2 separate regions of the Mus musculus genome follow, and region 2 is linked to region 1. The links are chromatin contacts, called in public HiChIP or PLAC-seq maps. All regions are on one chromosome and are shown on one strand. Each heading gives the region's core, a stretch centred on a gene start, on an enhancer-like site or on the middle of the called end of the contact. The rest is flanking DNA. Distances are from core to core; before and after follow the strand shown. Region 1 holds the start of Xpo6 (exportin 6). Region 2 overlaps D430042O09Rik (RIKEN cDNA D430042O09 gene).

The links. HiChIP or PLAC-seq counts read pairs in DNA pulled down with a chosen protein or histone mark.
Region 2: a contact with region 1 is called in an H3K4me3 HiChIP or PLAC-seq map of embryonic hindbrain, with 6 times the contacts expected there. The contact joins the enhancer-like site here to the promoter of Xpo6 in region 1. A contact is called at or near these places in 4 of 39 promoter capture datasets (the 3T3-L1 cell line, the HPC-7 cell line, cranial neural crest and 1 more), 1 of 115 datasets of contacts at active chromatin or transcription factors (embryonic hindbrain) and 1 of 9 other capture datasets (macrophages).

Annotation. Positions count from the first base shown.
Region 1 is chr7:126,198,457-126,202,958 of GRCm38.p6, forward strand. Xpo6 (exportin 6) reads right to left here and starts at 2,045. Exons shown (of 24, transcript NM_001311143.2): 1 at 1,443-2,045. The coding sequence starts at 1,445.
Region 2 is chr7:125,825,646-125,830,147 of GRCm38.p6, forward strand. It overlaps D430042O09Rik (RIKEN cDNA D430042O09 gene), which reads left to right. Exons shown (of 28, transcript NM_001081022.2): 14 at 4,084-4,221. Among named protein-coding and RNA genes, the nearest start is that of D430042O09Rik, 120 kb to the left of the region's middle. Within about 2 kb of position 1,981, at least 23 of the 459 cell types and tissues checked have an H3K27ac peak or open chromatin away from gene starts, as enhancers often do.

The DNA.
Region 1 (4,502 bases), core at 795-3,294:
ACACCTTTAATGCCAGCACTCAGGAGACAGAGACAGGCGGGTCTATGTACTGAGTGCAGAACAGCCAGAGACAACTACACAGGAAGACCCTGTCTGGGGGGAGTGGGGATATTTAAATTCAAACATTTCATAAAATTATAATGAAGGGGTGGGATTCATATATGTTTCCTATCTTTAAATTACTTTTGGAAAATTCTTGTCTGTACATTGTATAGATCAGGAAACAAACTGAAGTTCAACAAATCTGTCACCTTGTCTAGTATGTACACAAACACACACACCATATATAGCACAAATCATACCATGCTGCTCAGCTTTAATGGTGTATTTTACCCAGCTTGGTTGTAAACCCAGGAGGACAAAGTGAGTGCCTTAGAACAACCTCTTTCCACTAACCAGGACTTTATGTACCCCACCCACCCTCCCACCCCTTAAGAGTTTGACAGTCTGGTCTGATGTGTGCATTAAAAAGGTGCACCAGCCACATCTCAATACACCTCTAATCGCCAGGCAATGTGTGTGTGTGTGTGGGGGGGGGGGGGGGGGATCAGTGCTCAAACCCAGGCTGGGCACTCACTCATCATGGGCTAGATGCCAAACTGAGGCAGATAAAGAATCAGAGGACTAACTTCACCTTGCCTACTGTGATGGGCAGATAAGGCTCAGAAACATTAAAATGGCAAAAGACAAGCACTCAACCAACTGCTCTGAGTACACAAACCCCAAGGACTATGGAAAAGCTAAAAAGCCTGCAAGAAGAGGAGGTATTTTCCTTTCAGAGAGGTTTTTTTTAGTGGGACCTGAAAGTATGCATAGTTTTCCAAGGAAAAGGCCAGAGCAGAAAACAAAAAGAACAGCAACCAAGATGTCCAAAGACCCCACTGCTGACTCTGCCATCGTCTGTATCCGTAACCAGTAACCTCTACAAATACTACTTTAGATTTCTGCAAACGCAAACCTACCGCTGGACAGATGGTCTCCAAAAATCCAGCCAGTTCTATAACAGATTGCTTATGTTCAAATAGTGCTACTAACCCAAAAGAGTCAACTGACCTTGGGCAGAGTAATTAACTGCTTCTTGCCTCAAGTATCCCCCATTTCCAATCAGGGGGTTGATATACTAACAAAATACATACCACTGACTTAGCAAAGGAAATGACACACAGTATGCCATCAATAAATAAATGATACTGATAATCACGACTTGCTGCACAAGGGCACAGCCAACAGTGAGGCAGGGGGTTGTATCCGTGGCGCTACTCAAGACATCCAGTGGGGGTGGGGGTGGGGGCAATGGGAGCGTACAGCCGGTTGCACACCCTGCACGCATGTGTCACCGGCCAGGCTCGCACGCGCCTCTCCCCGCCTCAGGGAAGAAGAGATGGCTCAGCTGCTCTGAGGCCCACTGCCACCCCTCCAACCCGGTCCCTGGACCCACTCACCATGCTGGCCGGGAAGGGGATGGCTCAGGTGAGCTAGCTCTTGGGATCCGTCGTGTCCCGCTCGCACAGTTCAGGTCATGGTCCCGGCAGGCTCGGGGAGTCCCCCGCCCATGCAAAGACAACCGGTTCCCTACCCGGGCCCCGCCGGCACCTTTAAAAGGAGCACACGGGCCCCTTCGGGGACCCCCCGAAGCGATTCATCCAGACCTCGGCCCACCCCGGGGAAACGCAAAAGCAGAAAATGGGGTTCAGAGGCGGCTACACGAGGCCCCCCGCCTGGGCCCGACCCCCGAGAGGGAGGCTGCGGGCCCAGGCAGGGACTCCCCGGCCTCCGCGGCCCGAGGCGGCGACGGGCCTCAGCCGAGACTGAAGGGGCAGAGGCTGCCTGGGCCTGGGCGGCGCGGCCGGCTCAGGAGAGAGGCCCGCGGGCCCTTGCTGTCCTCGCCACCTCTGTCCTCGCGGCGGGCTCCCTCCGCATCCCTGCGCGCCACCAGTAGCCGCGGCTCGCCCCTCGCGGCCACCCTCTGCCAACAGCCCAACGCGCCGGAAGTGGCGAGCACCAGGCGGCCCCTCAGCCCGCGGCCTGCTGCGGCGCTGGAACCGGACCAATCCGGAATCAAGTGAGGGCAGAGGAGGGCGGGGCCGCACCTGACTGTTCACTGGCCCCGCCCACCACGTCCCCGCCCAAGAGGCCAGGGACCGCCGCGTTGGTAAAGGGACACGCGGCCATTTTGGTAAAGGAAAGGTTTCCCTTTCGTTTCTTTTCACTCATTCATTCCGCAAATCTTTTCTGAGCATCTTTCCGGACCCTGACACCGGACTAGAAGTTCGGCGATGCTGGTCTGTGCTCTCCTGGGATCTTATTCATTCAGTCCACAGTTCTGGGTCCTAGGACCAGAAAGTGTCACAGGATGAAATTGAAACACTTAGTGTCACGATCTAAATTGGCTTCATCCCTAATTCCAGACTCCAACACCAGGTGACTCAACACCCTCTTCTGGACTCTGGAGACACCTGCACCCATACTCACATAGCATACACATATATAGGTACACAAACATGCATGTAAATAAAATAAGTTTTTATGGGATATGGCTCAGCCTTTAAAGGTACTTGCCACTATGTCTGACAACCCAATCTAAGTTCAATCCTCAGAACCTGTACTGGTTTAAATAAGAATGCCTATCCCATATCTAAAGCTTAGTCATCAGAAGTGGCACTATTTGAAACCGATTAGAATGATTAGGTGTGGTCTTGTTGGAAAAATGTGTGTCACTCGGGGTGGGCCTTAAGAGTTCAAAAGTCACCGGGCAGTAGTGGAGCTTGCCTTTAGTCCTATCATTTGGGAGGCAGAGGCAGGCAGATTTCTGAATTCGAGGCCAGCCTGGTCTACAGAGTGAGTTCTAGGACAGCCAGGGCTACACAGAGAAACCCTGTCTCAGAAAAAAAAAAAAAAGAGTTCAAAAGCCAATGGCAGGGATGGTGAGATGGCTCAGTGGTTAAGAGCACCGACTGCTCTTCCAAAGGTCCTGAGTTCAAATCCCAGCAACCACATGGTGGCTCACAACCATCTGTAACAAAATCTGATGCCCTCTTCTGGAGTGTCTGAAGACAGCTACAGTGTACTTACATAGAATAAATAAATAAATAAATAAATAAATAAATAAATAAACATTTAAAAAAAAAGCCAATGGCAAACCCAGTCTCCTTTTGTGAATCAGATGTATCTTTTAGCTACTGTTCCAGTACCATGCATGTCGACCTGTTCCCTGCCATGATGATAGACGGACCATCTGAAACTGGAAGCAAGCCCCCAATTAAATGCTTTCTTTTACAAGAGTTGTCATGGTCATGGTATATATTCACAGCAATAAAACAGTGACTAAAACAAAACCCAATTGAAGAAGGAGAAAATAAATTACCACAAATTGTTGTCTTTTGACCACACTAGTATCATGCTTGCACAGGGACACACACACACATTAGGTCTCAGGCAGTCCACATATCCAGAATGAGCTCAAGATGGACTATAGAAGGAATTCTGGTGTTAGATAAAAGCCAGAATTCCTAGGAAACTTGTGAAACAAGTTCCTATTCCCCCAAAAGGAGTCCTTTCCCTTACTTCTGGCAGAAGGGACACCTGGCTCTCCACTGACTTATAGCTATGGCACTTATCAGCATATCCACGTGGCCTCCAGGCTGCTGAGGTCCCTATTCACAAGTACTTGTTACTCACTTCAAAGATTCCACACTAGCATCCTGACCCTTCTCACCTTCTCCCTCTACCCTAAAACTTCATGGCTGCTTCCCACCCCCACCTACGCATCCACCTTATAACTTAATGATTTTCCACCCCCTCCTCCCTGTCTCCCCAACTCTCTCCTCTCCAGATGGCCCTGCCCATCTCCTATCTACTTTTTCTCTCTGCTCTGGAATCTTTCAGGGGCCTCTGGATGTTTTCTCTCTTTTTCAAAAAAAAAAAAAAAAAGGAAAAAAAAAAGATTTATTTATTCTTATATGTAAGTACATTGTAGCGGTCTCCAGACACACCAGAAGAGGGCGTCAGATCTCACTACGGATGATTGTGAGCTGTCACATGGTTGCTGGGACTTGAACTCAGGACCATTAGGAAGAGCAGTCAGTGCTCTTAACCACTGAGCCATCTCTCCAGCCCCTGGATGTTTTTTTTTATTAACAATAAAACCCTTCCCCCTAATGGAGCAGTCATTTTGTAATTTCTCTACTGTCTCCCCCAGCAAATATGAAAATGTGAAAGAGAGAGAAGCTGGGGGCAGGGGGAAGGGGAGAAGGTGGTCTGTCTGAGAAATTTGGAATTATTTCTCATAAACTTAAAAAAGCTTGGTGTAGGCATAGAGGCTCATGACTGTGAGCCCCAGCAATTGGAAGGTTGAAGGATTGATATGACCGTAAGACCAACCTGGACCATAAAGACCCTGTCATAATTCACCCTCCTAAATAGTTTAGTTTAGAGATTGTCCAGATGGAGTTTTACAGTTACAGGATTACAATTTGATTCCCCCCTTCCCTTTTGGAAAACAG
Region 2 (4,502 bases), core at 731-3,230, 370 kb before region 1:
ATGCCCTCACTGGTAAGTGGATAGTAGCCCAGAAGCTTGGAATACCCAAGATACAATTTACAAGCCACATGAAACTCAAGAAGAAGGAAGACCAAAGTATGGATACTTCAATCCTTCTTAGAAGGGGGAAACAAAATAATCATGGAAGGAGTTACAGAGACAAAGTGTGGAGCAGAGACTGAAGGAATGACCATCCAGAGACTGACCCACTTGGTGATCCATCCCATATACAATCACCAAACCCAGACACTGCTGTGGATGCCAAGTGCTTGCTGACAGGAGCCTGATATAGCAGTCTTCTGAGAGGCTCTGCCAGTTCCAGACAAATACAGAAGTATTTGCTCACAGCCATCCATTGAACGGAGCACAGGGTCCCCAATGAAGGAGCTAGAGAAAGGACCCAAGGAGTTGAAGGGGTTTGTAGCCCCATTGGAGGAACAATAATATAAACTAACCCGTACCCCCAGAGCTCCCAGGAACTACCACCAACCAAAGAGTACACATGGTGGGACTCATGGCTCCAGCTGCATATGTAGCAGAGGTTGGCCTAGTTGGTCATCAATGGGAGGAGAGTTCCTTGGTCCTGTGAAGGCTGTATGCCCCAGTGTAGGGGAATGCCAGGGCCAGGAAGTGGGAGTAGATAGGTTGGTGAGCAGGGAGGGGGGTATGGAGGAAGGAGTTTTTGAAGGGGAAACCAGGAAAGGAGATAACATTTGAAATATAAATAAAGTATCTAATAAAAAAGGAATTAAAAAAAGAAAAATTTGAATTATGGAATATGAGTTATATCTCAATTAAAGGGAAAAGAATACACAGGAATGCCATATGCTGTTGCCTAGTTTCCCCCAAAGATAACTCTCACCGTACTAATAGATAGCTTGTGTGTGTGTGTGTGTGTGTGTGTGTGTGTGTGTGTGTGTGTGTGTCCCTAGCATCTGGAGCCACTTGCCCATTCTTATCTCTAGACTCTGTGATTTCAAGAATGTTGTAATGGGGGTTGTGGTCCAGTTCAGTGGTAGATAGCTTGTATTGTGTGAGGCTCCTAGCACCGAGAAAAGAGAGAGAGAGAGAGAGAGAGAGAGAGAGAGAGAGAGAGAGAGAGAGAGAGAGAGAGAGAGAGAAGCACCAGAAAGAAAAGCTATTTTCTACAGTCTGATGCATTTGGAAGTTGGCTGGTTCCCACACAGATTGCCCTTGACATTCTTCCAAATTGTTGGGTATTTTCTTATTGGTAGCCTATTCCTTTGGAAACATGGTATTAGTTACGAGGCAGCTTGCATTTGTCTGCTGGTGGTAGGATCTGTGTTTAATCAGTGATGGGACAGAAAAGCACCTTTGGTTTTGTAGTTAGTCATCACATAGGATTCTTTTCCTGAGCTTCCATGCAGCTGGCCCGAGCTAGAGACTGGTACTGAAGCTTCTAGAAGTAGCCTTCAGCCCATGCTGGTGTAGAGGTCAGGGTGCAAATACTTCATTTCCTTGTCCTGTGGTTAGAATCATTCCAAGATATGTCCACACTGGCTCTGTTTCCATGGTGGCCTTACTCTAGGTCCGTGCAGGAATGGCTAGCTTGCTCACATACCATTCATGAGCAGCCTGCCTTCCCTCTTGGCCTAGGCTTCTAGCACTGTCTTTTAAACAAGCCACTTGCCCAGAGCTTCTTGCCTCAGGGTCTGCTACTAGAATACAAGCTGAAACAGTGCACTCAAGCTCTGTCTGGTCCCGTAAATGCTTATGATAATCACTGAGAGCAAACCTTCCCTCCAGCATGTGGGCTATGGGCATCCCAAGGCAGACCAGCGGCCACGATTCACCGTGGCCGTGGTCTTTTATCCACAGGGAGGCACAGCAGTCCACTTGCCCTGGGGTTCCACAAGGCCTCTCAGTGGAGCATGGCTAAAGGCTACCATGATACAGGGTGGGTGCTACACGTGTTCTGCCTGCTGGCCTGGCACTGGGGCATGTCAGGACTCTGCAGTTAGCTCCTGGCTTCCCACCAGGACCTCACACAGATTCTATCTAAACAGGAAATACGAGAAGGCCTGGCCACGAATGAGCCCGTGAGTTAGCCTCGGGTTAGTGCACTGGGGCTTTGAATGATACAGTGCCCCCTTAGTTCTCCTGCCCTTCCTTCTTCTGACAGAAATGAGAAGGGAAATGGACTCCTGCTCCCTTTCTGCCACAGAGGGAGGAGCTTATGATAATGAATGCTTACCTGCCAGATTTTGAGATGAGGTCTCTGAGTCCTAAACAGCTGCTAGGAACACAGAGTTCTAGCCCAGCCAAGGTGCTTCCAGAGTAAGTCAGCATCCCTTGAGCCTCCAGAGCTGTCCTTCCCTACCCAAAGCTCCAGCATCAGGAGACAAGAAGCCCTAACTGTTCTTGTGGCTGGAGCCAGGCTTCAGAACCAGCGTCACCAGCCGTCCTCCCTGCTGCCCATCGGAGGCACACTCCGAGTGATAGTCTCTAAGATAGTCTCAGTAGCAGAGTTTACAGTAAAATGTCTACCCCACCCCCAGTATTCCAAAGCCAAGATGGCTGTGGGCCAGTCAGGACCTAGAAGGGATGTGAGGGATGTAGAGAGCAGTGATTGATTAGTGAGGACTGAGGTTCTGAGAGGGGTAGCCTAGCTTAGGCAATACTGAACCCCAGACCCAGCTGTGTGGGACCTAAGCACCAAGCGTTCTGAGTTGGTAGACAATCCAGAAACCAAGCTCTGAGGGGTAAGCCACCCCATTTCTTCGTTATGGCAATGAATTGGTCCTTCTTCTCTTTCCTTTCCAATGTCTCCTGAAGCAGACAGATACCTTTTAACCAGATGCAGGTAGGCCCTTCTGTAAAGCTGAAACTAGGACAGATGCTGGGAAACCCGTGTCACTTAGCCACTAGGTTAGTCCCCACCAAGAAGCTGTGCCTAGTGCTGGCATTCAGAAATGAGTGAGACCAGGAGTCCCCTTCCAGGGCACAGCTATGACAGACACCCAGACAGTCCACGCTGACCTCAGGTACTACTGAACTGAGGCTGCTCAGGGGAGAGGCCAGGGTCACAGGGGAAGGGGAACAAGGAGCCACATGATAGCTTGTTGGACTCAGCGTGAAAGTGTAGGGAGCCTGGTCGGAGCAGAGCCAGGCAGTGCCCAGCCAGCTGCCGGGGATTGGGGGTGGGGTGTTCAGGAGCAGCTATGGTTTAAATTTTTCTTTTGTTTTAATTACATTCATTGTATGTTTGGGGCAGGGCGGGGGATCAGAGGAATAATTCTTAAGAGCTGGTTCTCTCTTTCCACCTTGTGGGTCCCAGGGATCAGACTCAGGTTGATAGCCTTGGCAACAAGTGCCTTTACCCACTGAGCCATCTCACTCGCCCAGCTGCAGTTTTTGTTCCATAGAATGTAGAAATATCCTAGGAGGTGACTGGAGCAGAAAGTCTCCTGATTTGGCTTTACCCATATGCCACCAAAGCTCTCCCATGGGAAATGGTGTTGGTGAGGATGAAGATGCCAGCAAGCACCTGGTTCTGATGCTCTGTGTCCTCCAGGGCAGCCTTGGCAACACTCTGGCTGCCCCCTGCCTCACACAAGAAATACAAACAGAAGCCCCCTGCACTTGGAAACCCTGAAAGGAGCAGCCTGCTCCATGCCATGGCCCTGTTCCAGCACATGGCTCAGACATTGCTTTTTCTCCTCTATTCTCAAATTTGAAAAATTCCATAGGGTTTGACAAAAGAAAATCAGAGGCTCTGCTTGCCAGGCTAATCAAACAGCGCCAGCAGAGGCTTTCTCTAGGCCCCCCTGGCATCCCTCCCCACACCCAGTGCCCTCCTCAAAGCCCATTAAGCTGATTAAAATAAAGCCTACTGCATTTTGAGTTCCATCTGGCTGGCAGCTTTTTGCAGGGACAGGGTTGTTGGCGCTATGAAGTGCAACTGGAAAGGGGTGAGAGCAGAGGGCAGTACTTACTATGGAGATAAGGTGGCCCCGCCCAGGCCTTAGATGTCTGCTGGTTTTAATTAGCCAGAGTCTCTGGCCTTTTGCCCTGAAGACAGGCAGAAATGTCTCTAACAGTTCCCATCCCTTGGCATTTCAGAGCAAGAAGGACCCCCCTGTGTGGACCTGCCCCTTCCACCCACCACTTCAGCTCTATTTCATTATTCACAACATGCGACAGCTTCGTGACTTCGGTCTGACCATGATCAAGGTTCGGAATTACTGGACAGCAGATGGGGTAAGTAGCAGGTCTGCCTCCTCACAGCTCACTTGGTGGTGCACACATTTAGCAAATTGCCAGTGGCTTGAGTTCTAAATGAGTCCAACAGGAGTCTCACTGAGAGCCACCAGGAGCAGAATGTATAGCTCCTAAGGTTTAAGAAGTAACCATGATGACGCTCTATCTCATGTCATTCTGCAAAGATGAGCCTATGTACTCAATGTACTCCAGGCTCATTCATTTAGCACCATATCTAGTTAATATGCAGTGACAGAGCCTGGAAAACTGCTCGCTCGCTC